Linked DNA regions of Pan troglodytes: regions 1 and 2 are each linked to region 3. A link is a contact called in public Hi-C data. All regions are on one chromosome and are shown on one strand. Each heading gives the region's core, a stretch centred on a gene start, on an enhancer-like site or on the middle of the called end of the contact. The rest is flanking DNA. Distances are from core to core; before and after follow the strand shown. Region 1 holds the start of VPS13D (vacuolar protein sorting 13 homolog D). Region 2 overlaps VPS13D (vacuolar protein sorting 13 homolog D). Region 3 holds the start of DHRS3 (dehydrogenase/reductase 3).

Region 1 (4,403 bases), core at 1,149-3,648, 390 kb after region 3:
GCACGCTGCCCCACCTCTAGTGATTCATCTTAGTGCTAGAAGATACACCTATCCCAACTGAGAGGCTGCCATCCAACAACTACCAGAAGCACAAGGCCTCCACAAGAATGAATTCAATCTCCTGGAAAAACTGGCTTTTGTTTGTCAACAATATCTTGTACTTCCAGAGAAGATTAACTTTTATTGGTCAACAGTGACAGCAAAAAGAAAAAAACAGCATTTGGTAAAATATTTGACCAATTTCTTTCCAAAGATTTTTTTTTCTGCAAATGGAATATAAAGATATTTTTTAAGGGTAGAGTTACATAAAACTAATTATTAGCTACATTTGTTTAAAGAAGATGTTATAAGAACAATTTAAAAAAAAATGCTCAACAGTCTGAATAAAAGAAACATTTCTCTATTGTAACTTTTTTTTCTGGAGACAGAGTGTTGCTCCCTCGCCCAGGCTGGAGTGCAGTGACGGGATCTCGGATCTCGGCTCACTGCAACCGCCATCTCCTGGGTTCAAGCGATTCTCCTACCTCTGCCTCCTGAGTAGCTGGGATTACAGGCACCTGCCACCATCCCCGGCTAAGTTTTGTATTTTTGGTAGAGACAGGGTTTCATCATGTTGGCCAGGCTGGTCTGAAATCCTGACCTTAAGCGATCTGCCCACTTTGGCCTCCCAAAGTGCTGGGATTACAGGTGTGAGCCACCGTGCCCGGCCACTATTATAACTTGAAAGGAGTAAATTTGTGAAAACCAAATGTGAAACTGACTAATCTTACTATGGGGACTCCAAACAAACTTGAGTAAGAAGCCAAGGTCAGAGTACTCTTTATTTTTGTAGTTATTGCCACTAATTTCGGCCCTAAATGCCAACTCTGAGTGCCAACTACCAATTATCTCCAAATCAAGGGAAACAACTGTCAGTTTGTAAACAAGTTCAGGCCCTACCCTACTTGCCCTAAACGGAAAAGAATGCAAAGCACAGATTTTAAAAGTATGAGTGATTAGCATTGTAAGGCAACCTGGTCAGTAACATGGAGGCCCAAACCAGAAAGCACCCATTATTTGCTCTGCTAAGCATCTAGACCGTGCTTGAGGCCACTTCAAGGATTCCCTGAAGGAATTCAGTGTCAGCAAGGGCCGCCAGACTGGCCAGAGTCCCAAAGTGTTTACACTCCGGTCCATCAGGACTTCTAGGCAGCTGCCTGGCACTAAACCCCACCTGGGCTCCCCTACCCAGTGGGGCGGGTGACAGTAGGGATCAGTGCTGAGCCCACGGGCGGGCAGACAGCCGGGCATGACCTTGAGCCAGGCCCCTCCCCTGAGGAGCGGCCAGACCGGGAATAGGAAGGACTGGCAACCGGACCTGGGCGTCCCTCCCCGAGGCGGCCAGGGCTGAACGCTGCCGGCGCCAGGGAGCTCCAAAACCGGGGCGGGGACGGCTGTGCGACCGGTGGCCCCACAGGAACGGCACTGCCCGGAAGGCGACGCTCCCACAACCCTCCCGCCCGCAGCTCTCGGAACCCTCAGCCCCCTCCAGGGGACAGAGACCCCACCACCCAAGTAAAACCTGGAGGGAACGGCGCCGGGATCCCACACCTAGGAGGAGTGGCTGGGCCAGGGCGTGACCCTGGGGGGTAAAAGGTAAAGAGAGGTTTTAGGCCTGATGTCTGGCATCCCACACCTAGGAGGAGTGGCTGGGCCAGGGCGTGACCCTGGGGGGCAAAAGGTAAAGAGAGGTTTTAGGCCTGATGTCTCCACCCGAGAGTGTGACCTCGGGTGGCTGATTAAGGGAGGTGGCTAAGGCATTCTAGAGAACTGACACCCCACTCTTCGGCGTAATGTGGGGGGCTCGCACACTGGGGTCCTGCATTGAGACCAAGGCTCAGGCGGACAGGCGCGGACTGACACCCCCCAATTCCAGGGCGCCAGGCTGCTGGGACCCCGGAAAGTGTGCCGGGGTCCAGCGGGGGCTCGGGCTCCCCAGGACACGGACGTCGGGGTTCCCAGAGGTTCAGCCAGCCCCGAGCCTGTGCTTGGGGTGCTCGCGGGGATTCGGACGCAGGGGTCCCCGGAGGTGGCGGGCTTGGGGCCCGGGGGGAGCAGACGCCCAGGGTTACCCCGAGGGGCTCAGACCGAGGCCGGACGACGGGGCCCCCAGGCTCCCAGCATCGCTCTCCCCAGGGTGGGCCCGGGCCCCCATGTCCAGGCGGAGCCCTAGCGGCGGCCCGCGGGTCCGCGCCGGCCCTGCAGTTCCCGACCCTGGCCCCGCCCGGCACGGAGCCGCTCGGCCCCTACCTGTCGGTGTCCCGGGCCGCCCGCCCCAGCCCGGCGCTGCGCGGCGTTTCCTCCCCGCCGCTCCTCAATGGCGCAGGCCCGCGGCGCTCAGGCCGGCCCCGACCCGACCAATCGAGCGGCCGACGCGCCGGTGCCTGGCCAGCCGAGCGCCGAGTTATCGAGGAGGCGCCCCCTGGCGCCGGCGGCCGCTCCTGCAGTGGTGCGGGCCCCTCCAGGGTTCGCGGACACTGGGGCTTATTTTATAGGTGGGGAAACTGAGTCCCAGGGGAGGGCAGGGCCACAAATGACTCTGGTTCAGACAGCATGGGAACCCAGGATTCTTCCCACCTACAACCACCCTGCCTTCCATCCAAGCGAAAGGTGCAATTGGCCGTCCGTCTGGCCCACTCACCCACAGTCCGTTCCCCACTTCGCAGCCACAGGGGCCTGTTAATTCAGACCCTGCCCTTCCCTGCTTAAAACGGCGTCCCCACCATACTTCAGTTAAAACCCACCTCCTTACAGAGCTGCCACCAAGGTCCCACTGGATCTGGTCCCTTCCCATTTCAGCCACTTTTTCCCCGGCCGACTCTGCCTCAGCATCCTTCAGTTTCTGCCCCAGGAACTGTACATTTGCCGTTGTCTCTACCTAGGAGCCTTCTCCCCAGACCAATAGAAATACAATGCCAGCCACATAGGCAATTCACATTTACTAGCTAGTACATTTTTTTAAAACGAAAAAGAAGAAAATGAACTTCATTTTAATATATTTAATCCAATATGTTCAAAATATGATCATCTCAACATGTAGCCAAAAGAAAAAATTACTAATACAATATGTTAACTTTTTTATAGTAAGTTTTTGAAATTCGGGTATATTTTACATTTACTGCGCATCTCAGTACAAACTAGCCAGAATTCCAGTGCTCAATAGCCTCTTGTGGCCAATCCAGAGCTACAGAATAGCTCTGGATATTCGTATAGCTGACTCCCTCTGGCTTCAAATATTCCACTCAGAGAGGACTTGTGCCTATCTACGGTTCCACTATGAGCTGGGCACGGTGGCTCATGCCTGTAATCCCAGCACTTCAGGAGGCTGAGGCGGGCGGATCACTGAAGTCAGGAGTTTGAGACCAGCCTGGCCAACGTAGTGAAACCCCATCTCTACTAAAACTACAAAAATTAGCCGGGCGTGGTAGTGCACACCTGTAGTCCCAGCTACTGGGGAAGCTGAGGCAGGAGAATCACTTGAACCCGGGAGGCGGAGGTTGCAGTCAGCCGAGATCACCCCTCTGCACTCCAGACAGAGTGAGACTCCCTCTCAAAAATAAAAATAAAAATAAAGTTCCGTTATCCATTACCCTGTTGTATTTTCTTCATGGAACCTAATACTCCCTGAGATTACCTTGTTTGTTTATACATATGTTGTTCTTTCCCCAGTACCTTGAAAACAGAGATTTTATCCCTTTCACAGTGTTTCTTCAACACCTAGACATTGCCTAGCACAGAAAAGACTCAATAAGTGTGTATGAATGAACAACTGAACACTTCCTCCTTGCATTATCACAAGAAGGGCAAGAGGGAGACCTCAGGCTCATATAAATTAGAAGATGCAGGAAGCAGAACGGCAAGGTTACAATCATGTATTTACCATAATAATTACCAACCCTCATGATGCTAAGCTAATGAGGGTGCATGTTGGGCTGACTCACTCCTGAGCAAGACTGGGGTTCCTGTATGGTGGGATCAACCTCTCAGAATCTGGATGCTGGGTCTCCTCTGGGGCTGAGGTTTGGGAGTAAAACCTGGAACTCCACAGACAGAAGGAGGAAGGAAGGCAGTCCTTCAGAGGTGAAGGACCTCGAAGTCCAGATCACCTAGCACAGACACTTGGCTGTACCTGGGAAGCTTATTAGAAATGCACATGGCCCAGGCCAGGCGCAGTGGCTCATGCCTGCAATCTCAGCACTTTGGGAGGCAGATGTGGGTGGATCACCTGAGGTCAGGAGTTCAGGACCAGCCTGACCAACTTGGCAAAACCCCATCTCTACTAAAAATACAAAAATTAGCCGGGCATGGTCGCAGGTGCCTGTAATCCCAGCTACTCTCCTGGCTAAGGCAGGAGAATTGCTTGA
Region 2 (4,943 bases), core at 1,021-3,520, 300 kb after region 3:
ACCCAGGAGGTGGAGCTTGCAGTGAGCCGAGATCGCACCACTGCACTCCAGCCTGGGCGACAGAGCAAGACTCCATCTCAAAAAACAAAACAAAACAAAACAAAAAAAGAGGTTGTTGGGCTCAGAGCAAATAAGAGTGCCTGCATAGGACAGTGTTTGAGAGCATATCAACGTATTGCACAGATTTTGCATCATTACCTCCAGGACAGGTGGGAAATCTTCACTATTGAATGCATCCATCAATCCTGAACTATTTTGATAAGAAGAATTCCCCACCAACTCCATTTGAATTTGTACGGGATCCACAATTGAAAGAGCTGTATCATGCTCATTCCCTAGTCGGCATGAAAACACCTAGAGAATGAAATGCAATATGGCGAGAATTAATGTCTGATTTAGGAAGGGTCCAACTACCAGCACAAAGAGGCTATCTCAGAAGCAGTCAGCCATGTGTTATCACAAGACCCATAACAACTGCTGAAATAAATACTGTGAAGAGTGAAGCCCCCCACCGCTGCCGAGAGCACACGCAGTGGTTCACCCAGAGGAAAAGGCAGTTTAGCAATACACCCCGAAAGCCTTACAAATCTCACACCCTTTGATCCAGTAATCCTACTTCTCTCTAGGAACTAGCAAAAAAAAAAAAAAATCACTAAACCATTATTTAATAGTTAAAAAAAATTAAGAGCAGCCAAGGTTATATCACATCTACTCAATGGAGTATTTGCAGCCATTTAAAAATGACAAAAAAGACCATATGGATTTTAAGAAGACAGTTACAACACAAAGTGAAAACACAACCCAAAATAATGTTACTCCCCAACTTTAAGGAAAGAAACACACCAAAATAACCTATCAGAAATCATATATGATTATTTTCCCTCCTCACAATATCTTCATAATTAAAAATAAACATATTATTAAAGCTGGGTGATAGGTATATATGGAGTTCATTATATTATTCTGTTTACTTTGTATACATTTGAAATGTTCTATAATAAAAGGTTAAAAAATAAATACATTCATTGGGAGAGAGAAAGAAGGGAGAGAGCGAGAAAGGACTCCAGTTCTAGGACCAAATTATTTTGCATGCTCAGGAAGAGCACAGAGGAAAGAAAAGCGCAATCATTTGGGTCCTTCTTACCCTCTTCACCCCCTCCACCACCTTTTTGGGACCTATCCTAGTGCTGTGAAAAACATGTGACAGCAAGGTCCTTTGCCATATTCAAAATTCATACTTTATAAATTCTCCCCCGATGATTTATCAAGCTGGTCTTAAAATTCAGATCCAACTGTGCTGCCTCAAAGGCAGGACTGAAAGGAGTTTCCAGCAATCTCAAATATTTTGCCATGTAGTTGTCCTAAGACTTCAGAACAGAAAAGTTTCATTTTCCTTTTTCCTTCAGGGGTTTCTGCTACACAAAACCCAATTGTACCTGACAGTTCATTAATCAATCAGCAAGATTCTCCATTCAAAGCTAGTATTGTGGTGGCTTGGAGGGCAGATGAATTGCAATTTCATGATCAACTCACATCACACCAGCATGCAAATCCTTCCTCTCAAACGGAGGTTTCTTTACAAGAGAGAAACAAGTGGTCAAGAAGTAGAGTCCCTACAGGCTTTATTCCACTATGTTTGTCTCAAAACCATAAACCATATACTCCTAACAGTGAAAATAAGTTTTATTCCTTCAAACTTTGAGCAATACCACTGGAAAGAAAGGGGCATGAAAAGGCCGATCGTAAAGCAAAAGGAACCCCAACCAAATATCCTAACAGTACGGCATGGGGAATGTGAGCTGAGATGAGTCAAGTACAAACATCTGATAGAAACAAGAACATGCCACGGTTCCCCTTCTGTCCCCACACCCCATGGCTTAACAAGAGACAAAGCACTTTTGGCCTAATATTGCATAATGACATTTCTGAGCTACAAAGGCCACTCCAGCACAAATTATCTTCTTCATGAGATGACATGAGAGCCTAAAGCACCACTATTATCCATGCGCTCCTTTCAGCCAGGCAGGACTCTGCAGAGCTGCCCTTTTATGGATCAGGTATTCCTGAAAGGATAACATATAAGATCCTTAGCACTTTGTATAAATAGGTTTCCCTTCCCAAAGCCCTAGCTCTTCACAGGGCTGCACTCCAGGTGAGGAGAGGGATGCAGGGGAAATGAGACCCACGGCCTCACCTTCATGGACGAGGTCTGCAGAACGAGAGGGCACAACAAGGTGCCTGACAGGGCAGTGGGGACTGGAAAAGTCTCCTTGAACTTCTTGAGGAAGAAAGGGTGTAAGAGAAAGAGGCAAATGTCCTCTGCATATTTATAGCCTAACACTGGGAGACTGAATTCATGCATTAGAATAGCCAGGTAGATTTGGGGAGAAAACAAAGAGGAGAAGAGGGCAACGGTCTTCCAATTTCATGAATTACTTCCCCTAATGCAAGTTTAAGAGGTAAAATTCTCTTCCAGATGCTTTTCTCGTGAGCCAACACGCAGTGCCGTGATCAACACATAGACTTCTTACCTCGATGCCAAACAAACTTCCTGAAAAGGGGCGATCAACAAACCGGGGCTTATAGGTGAGCACTGTGGTGCCTTTCAGAATAATGGCATTGGTGTCGAAGCAGGACACATCTTCAATGACCACAAACTCCGTACCTGGAAAGGACAACGTCGTCAATCAAGCCAGAGCTGGGAAGCTGGAAAACACCAAGCTGTTGCAAACAAGGCAGCGAGCGCATTTCCACCAGGCAACAACACGAACCAGTAAGATTTTTCTCCAAAATGTCTGCTGACATTTACTAACAGTGTCATCCTGAACCAATACTCTGCATCTGGCCACATGCAGCTGAACCAACAGAGCTCTGCAGCAGCAGGAAAGACTGGGATGTGATTCTCTCTTTAGAATATTTCTAAACTAGACAGAGAAACTGCACCCCAGTTCTCCTGGGAGGGCTAGCAGATATTCAGAAGTTCACAAAATCATCCTTTCTCTAAGTGATGACCTGACTGAAAATTCCAGGAAGAAGACTCAGGTACTAATGCTGGTCAGGCACTATGCATCTAAGTAGCTATTTACAAGGTTGTTTACAAAGAACAGACCAATTTAATATCGAGATTTTTGAAATCAGTACGTTTTCAACTTATGTGTATATATTTAGTAGTAAATTCACTCTGCTTTAAACTGTGTTTTTATCAAAAACCATATATAGATCAAGCTTGTAACTGAACTCATGTAAAACGCATTGTGCTAGCCAGCTTCATCAAAATCACTGAGAAGCAGGTACAGGTATCAGAAACATAACAATAAATACACAAATACATACAGATGCACTAGATGAGTTCGCTAGTCAACAAATGCCATAGTAAATTCATCTATACAAAGAAAAATATTCTTTTTGTAATGAAAATAAAAATCTCCTCACTTACTTATCTTCAAAACTGAGGTTTTCACATACGAAACTTGCCTAAACTCCATAAAGCACATCTGTTAGGGCCCTAAAGATCAAACTGCAAATTGCAGACAGACTGTACACTGGAAAAAAAAGACCACTGCCCAGGCGGGTGCTCGGGCCAGGCACACGCACTAGGCAGGCAGGGGACAGGGACAAGCGACCCCGCAGTCTTCAGTGGGCCAGGCAGCTCCCACCTGAAAATGGAGGCCAAGACCTCTGATGCTTGCAGGTCTGTAAAAGAGGCAAATGTGTAAGTGCTCATGTGAAAAATGGGAGGCAAAAGAGCAATCATCCTGTAAGGCAGATATTGAGCCTAACATCCAAACTAAGCACCAATGAATCACACCAACATATAATCACCTGTTACATTGACCTTGACCTCCAGGTGCCTTTCATTGGACACAGGAAGGGAAGACCGCTTGGTAACTACTCCACTCTTCACAGTTTTGGGAACTATAGCAGATTCGCTGCTAGAGTTACGGTGGCGAGAAGGAGTAACATGATTTTGTTTCTTAATATCACTGGGAGTGTGGAGAAAATCATGGACTAACAGTAGCCAGTCAAATATGAGAAACACACGGAGATTGTTGAGAACTACTGTAAAGCAGGAGGAATCCTTGGTAGATCTATAAAAAGAAGACAGGAGAAAATAAATAGGGAAAAAGAAACATGGTTATTTCAATAACCTGCAAATGTACTGCTCAGTTTTGGCGGGTGGTATTCCAGTATTTTCCAAACTGCCTGCTTTGAGTATCAGTAAACTTTGAACACTGGTTGAATAACACGTTCAGTGTATTACTGGTTTAATAACACATTCAGTATAATAAGTTAATCATATTTTTAAACAAAAAGGAACATTTTATAAGAAAGCAGCATAGATAGTATAGCTCAGTGGTTCTCAATCAGATGGTTTTGCTCCCCTGAAGACATTATTTCTTTTCTTTTTTTTTTTAAGAGACAGGGTCACACTCTGTTGCCCAGACTGGAATGCAGTGGCACGATCATAGCTCACTGTAACTTCAAACTCCTGGGATCAAGTGATCCTCCCGCCTCAGCCTCCCAAAGTGCTAGGATTACAGATGTGGGCCACTGCACCTGGCCCTTGGAGACAATTTTTATTCACATTTCAATTGCAATTGCAACTAGAGGGGGTTGCTATTGCTATCTAGTATAGGTAGAGGCCAGGGATGCTGTTAACTATCCCACAATGTACAGGACAGCCCCATAATAAGGAATTATCTGACCCAAAACATCGATAGTGCTAAGGTCAAGAAATTCTGGTATGATAAAGAGCACAGGCTTTGAAGTCAGAGACGCAGACTTAAATACTGCCATTTACGAGCTGTGTTATCTTACGAAAGCCACCTACCTTCTCTCAGCCTGTTTCCCTACTTATAAAATGAAGAATATTAATATGATAAGAAATAAAGCACCAGGCACAAAGCAGGCATTTGATAAATGTCACTTTCTTTCCCTATGGG
Region 3 (4,714 bases), core at 2,171-4,670:
AATAATGAAAAAAAACCTAAGCCCGTGCCCAGAAGAGACAGACGCAATTCCATGGAAAATACTCACCTGTGGCGGGGCATGGGGGAGGCATTCCTTGGACTGAGGGGAGCCGTCTAACCTGCTTTTATGTGTCCAGTTTTACCCACCAGGCCTCACCGAGGAGGAAAGGGGCCCTCTTGGCAAATGTTCTGTATTAGGAAGGGGACGTGTTTTCTGAGGGTTTTAAATCGTCTCTGGCCTTTGCAGATTTGCTTTCCTGGACCATGGTCCTCATGGGTCCTCTCCCTACAGGGATTTTCCACTCACCTGATGCCTGTTTTCTCCTCTCTGTTGCCTCTGGCCAGGCAAACTGCCCAGTCGGCCATCGCATACAACTCATGTTTTCCCAGGAGCCTGTCTCCATGAAGAGACCCTCCAGGGCGGCTGATGTTAAACTTCGTGGAACACTTTTTTCCACTAGACCAGGTGGCTTTCCAAATCGCCCTGGCTAAACACCGCCAGCTTGTTCTGCTCAGGGGAAAGTAGCCAATTGTCCCGCAAAGCCATGTACGTGTGTGAGTCCACGTGTGTCTGTGTGCACATGCATTTGTGTGTGTCAATCACACCAAGTCGTTGGTATTAAAATCCTGCTCAAGAGCTGGAGGAAGGGTCAGGAAGGAGGCAGAATAGCTCAGCAGTGAGCACAGACCTGCTGGGATTTGGCTCCGGTGACTGCGGTCTCTTGGGAGGGGAGGGGAGAGGAAGGAAGGGGCCCCCCATCCCCACCCCAAAGTCCCTGAGCTGGGCACTCACGGCAGCAGAGCTCCAGGTGTCACTGTTCACCGATCATGAGCTGGTGGCCCGTGGCCATCCCTGGCCTGAGTACCAATGGCCTCCTCACTGTTCTCCCGACATCCACTCAGTACCCAGAGCTATCCTGGACCCAGCAGCCTGAGCAGACTCCGAGATTCCATCACATCTGCCTTTGCTCCACAGCCCCCTCCCAAAGGCCCTCATCGCACTGCAGATGAAACCCAAAGTCCTCCTCCGGCCTGCGGGACCCAGCCTCAGCGCTTTTCAAACCTCAGTGAGCAAAGGAGCACCTGGGGATCTCGTTCAGTAAAAAGCAGAGCCTGATTCAGGAGGGCCAGGGTGGGGCCTGGGATTCTGCATTTGTTTTTGTTTTTTTTTGAGACAGAGTCTTGCTCTGTGGCCCAGGCTGGAGTACAGTGGCACGATCTCAGCTCACTGCAACCTCCACCTACCGGCTTCAAGCGATTCTCCTGCCTCAGCCTCCCAAATAGCTGAGATTACAGGTGCACCCCACTGTACCAGGCTCATTTTTGTATTTTTTATAGAAACTGGGTTTCCCCATGTTGCCCAGGCTGGTCTCAAACTCCTGGCCTCAGGTGATCCGCCTACCTCGGCCTCCCAAAGTGCTGGAATTACAGGCATGAGCCACCGCACCCAGCCTGGATTCTGCGTTTCTAACAGGCTTCTGGTCCAGGAACCGCAGGCTGAGTGTGGATCCTCGCTGCACCGGGGGAGCTGAGCCACGGAAAAAGTTAGTTCTCCCAACTGCAGCTCGCCTCTTCCCTTCAAGCCGAGAAAGCCTCCTTTCACATTTTCAGGGACAGACCTGGGATGTGAAATTTCAAACTCTGCCCTGAGTTAAATTCCAGGAGGGGGTACAAGAGCAAAGGATAAAGGCTGGGGGAGGGAGGGAAAGGCAGAGAGGATGTGTCCCTGCTGTTCTCACTGAAGCCAGGCCACACGACCCTCAAGGCCAGCCTGCTGAACTGTGCACACACACATCACCCCCACACAAGGTCTCCTTGGCCCCATCTTCCCAGGGACCTCGGGGGAGGGCAACAGAGGAGGTGACAAGTTTCTCTCTGAGCAGTTGATGCTGGGAGAAACGTGTGGCTTGCAGAGCTGCCAGTCCCACAAAAACCACATCCTGAAAGATGGACCAAGTAGAAAAAAAGGCCACCATCCACCTCAGGCCAGCTTCTGGAACTGTCAGTTCCTTTGGGGAATGTCTGACATGTTCTTTTTTCCTCTGATTTCATCCCAAACCTTTTGAGAAGCAGGTTGCGTGGCATTGCACAAGTTACTTAGATTTACTGAGCCTGTTTCCTCCTGCAATAAATGGGCACGTGCCTCCCTGGGCTGTTAAGGAAATTCAATCAGAAAGTGTGTAAAGGCCCTGAGGCACTAAAGGTCAATTTGGGTTCCTGACCTCCTTCCCACCGTCTGCCCTCCATCCCAGGCACACAACCAGAGAGATGTAAGAGGGACCTAACCGTTGCCCAGCCGATCTGGCATCTGACCAGGGTGGGCTAGTTGGGGTGAAAATGCATCTCTGTATATGAGTTGCTTCATATCTTTTGGCTTTAGTTTCCCCAGCCATAAAAGTGTGTTTGGGGTGGGGGAGGAGGACTATGATCTTCACAAGCCCTTTTAGACTTGGGGTGTTAACCTTACATGAGAGAAATGCCTGGAAGAAAAGCATGGTTAGTTAGCAGGAACGCCGCGGGGTTGGAGGCCGGGCAGCTCGGAGGCGCAGTATCCTATCTGGGCCACCAGGCGGCTCCGAGGACAACAGATGAGCAAAGCCCGCTTTTGCAGCCTGACTCTGTCTTCAGATCTTTCCAGGCTTCTTCGCAGGCCTGGCGGACACCAGCCGCTGCTGGGTGGGAAAGGCCTGTCACTCCCAGGCTGGAATCGCTTTCCCATTTTTACAGACCTCGAAGATGAGAGGAGGCCGTCACCACAATGGAGTCCGGCCCTGGGGTCTGATGGAGACATTGGTCCGCCCTTCGGTCAGACTCTTGGGGGCGTTAGGGGGGGTCTCTGCTCTGCAACCCTTAGCTGAACCCCATCCTCCACTTCTCTCCTCCCGTCTGGTCAGAGTGGGAAGAGGTTTGGATTGGGATCCCCCCTCCTGCACTTCCTGGCTGGGTAACCTGGACGATGGGATAACAGTCCCCCGATTGCAAGGTCAGGGGAAGGACTGTGTCAGAATATAGGCCCTCAGTGCAGGACAGTTGCTCATCCTAAGCCTCTCCTGCCTTTTGCTCTTCCAGTGGCTTTTCACCCAGAAGGAAGATCCTCCCCTGCAGAACCTCTCCCCAGAACTAGGTCTTTGCAGGTGACGAGGTAATCCCAGCCTCCCCTCCCCGCAGATCAGCGTTTTTCGAAGTGACTTTCTCACCAGGCGGAGCATTGAAAGTACCGATCCCAGCGCACCCAGCCCTGCTGAATCAGAATCTCTGGGGGTGAGGCCCAGGAATCGCCGTCTGAACAAGTCGCGGGCTGGAAACGGCTGCCCCAGATTACAGGGCAGCTCCCTGCTTCGCTCTCGCTCCTCCGGCCCCGGGAACGTGCAGGGGGGCGGGAGGCAAGTCCCATCAGCACTTTGAACTGGGGCTGCTTTTTAGTGACTCACCTCCCAGACTTCCTGCAACAGACAACTCTAAATAGCTCGGTCCCACCCTCCAGCAGGGGAGACATTCCGGTCGGGAAGGGCAGGAGGTTAGAAGGTGGGTGCCCCGCCAGGGCAGTCCAGGGAGACCCAAGGACAGGAGACGCTGGCTGCACAGCACAGGGGCGCAGGAATAGGACGTTTTGTTTACAGGCTTTTGTTATTAAGGAAATTGCTGTCAGTCAAGGTAATTCTAGCTCAGATGAGCAATAAATATGCTCCCAGCTAATCTTGTGGGGATTTTATTGGCACTCGGAGCAGAGGTTCCTTTACCTTGACTACTCCCTCCCCTCAAAGCAAAGTCCTGCTCCCCAGAGGCTTCCCCCTAAGCATCGTGAGGCACTTGGGTCAGGCTTTTAAAAGTCCACTCTACGTGAACACAGAAGAGGTCCGGGCAAAGGTGAGGAGTGGCTTCCTGATCCTACCTGGAGGCCGGGGATGACCAAATGACCTGAAATAAAACCCTGGGTGACCTGGTTGGATCAAGGCATACGCAAGCTCCCCCGGGCCTGCTCCACACGCAGGGGTGATCACCTGGCCCGCGGGGGGCCCGGGCAAGGAGGAACGTCTCGAGAAGGCAGCCGGCTCGCCGGAGTCGGTTCCAGCGTGTTCGAGTTACAGCTGCGAGCCCTCAGGGACACCGGCGGCAAGTCCCGGCTTGCAGAGAGGGGAGCCAGTCCCGGGAGAGCGCGAGTCCCGGCGAGCCCGAGTGCGCGCCTTATGCGCGCTCCCCGCGACGGCGCAGGGGGAGGGGAGGCCGCAGCAGCCACTCAGAGGAACGGTAGTGAAGCCTCCCAACAACTTTAACTGTCAATCAGACTTAATGGGGTATTGAAAAAATGGGGGAAAAAGGGGCCGCCCTCTCCGCGACGCGGCTGCCCGGGGAGCGAATGAATAGGGCCGCGCAGACCAAGGCGTCCGATCCACGCGCGCTCCACACCCGGACCCTCTCCAAGTTGGAAAGGACAAAAAGAAGGCAATAAATGCTAAAAAGGGAGAGAAGGGGAGCTGGATCGAGCGGCAACTCCCAGCCTCTGCTGGAACAGAGAGGGAGGGAGGGAGCCGGAGCGAGCGAGCGCGCGCGAGGGCGAGCGCTGCACGTAAAGAAACTGACACCCGGACCCCCCACTTCTCCTGCACGTTGCTGGCAATCAGATCGCGTTTAAGCAATTTCCTGAGCCCAAGAATAGCAATGAGTCGGGAGACTTTCGCGGGCTGAAATTGGGAGCTCCAAGCACTTTTTCCCCC

Evidence for each region. Hi-C and Micro-C count contacts between places; a contact is called where the count stands out from the background.
Region 1: a contact with region 3 is called in a Hi-C map of stem cell-derived neural progenitor cells, with 4 times the contacts expected there. The contact joins the promoter of VPS13D here to the promoter of DHRS3 in region 3. A contact is called at or near these places in 1 of 7 Hi-C or Micro-C datasets (stem cell-derived neural progenitor cells) and 1 of 1 datasets of contacts at active chromatin or transcription factors (stem cell-derived excitatory neurons).
Region 2: a Hi-C map of induced pluripotent stem cells shows a contact between it and region 3, with 3 times the contacts expected there. The contact joins the enhancer-like site here to the promoter of DHRS3 in region 3. A contact is called at or near these places in 3 of 7 Hi-C or Micro-C datasets (induced pluripotent stem cells and stem cell-derived neural progenitor cells), 1 of 1 datasets of contacts at active chromatin or transcription factors (stem cell-derived excitatory neurons) and 1 of 1 other capture datasets (stem cell-derived neural stem cells).

What each region holds. Positions count from the first base shown.
Region 1 is chr1:219,776,881-219,781,283 of NHGRI_mPanTro3-v2.0_pri, forward strand. VPS13D (vacuolar protein sorting 13 homolog D) reads right to left here and starts at 2,399. Exons shown (of 70, transcript XM_514406.7): 1 at 2,290-2,399.
Region 2 is chr1:219,687,516-219,692,458 of NHGRI_mPanTro3-v2.0_pri, forward strand. VPS13D (vacuolar protein sorting 13 homolog D) reads right to left here. Exons shown (of 70, transcript XM_514406.7): 31 at 3,823-4,088; 32 at 2,532-2,665; 33 at 199-354. Among named protein-coding and RNA genes, the nearest start is that of VPS13D, 89 kb to the right of the region's middle. Within about 2 kb of position 2,271, at least 3 of the 24 cell types and tissues checked have an H3K27ac peak or open chromatin away from gene starts, as enhancers often do. A contact at or near this core is called in induced pluripotent stem cells, where this site is marked.
Region 3 is chr1:219,384,024-219,388,737 of NHGRI_mPanTro3-v2.0_pri, forward strand. DHRS3 (dehydrogenase/reductase 3) reads left to right here and starts at 3,421. Exons shown (of 6, transcript XM_001145600.6): 1 at 3,421-4,714.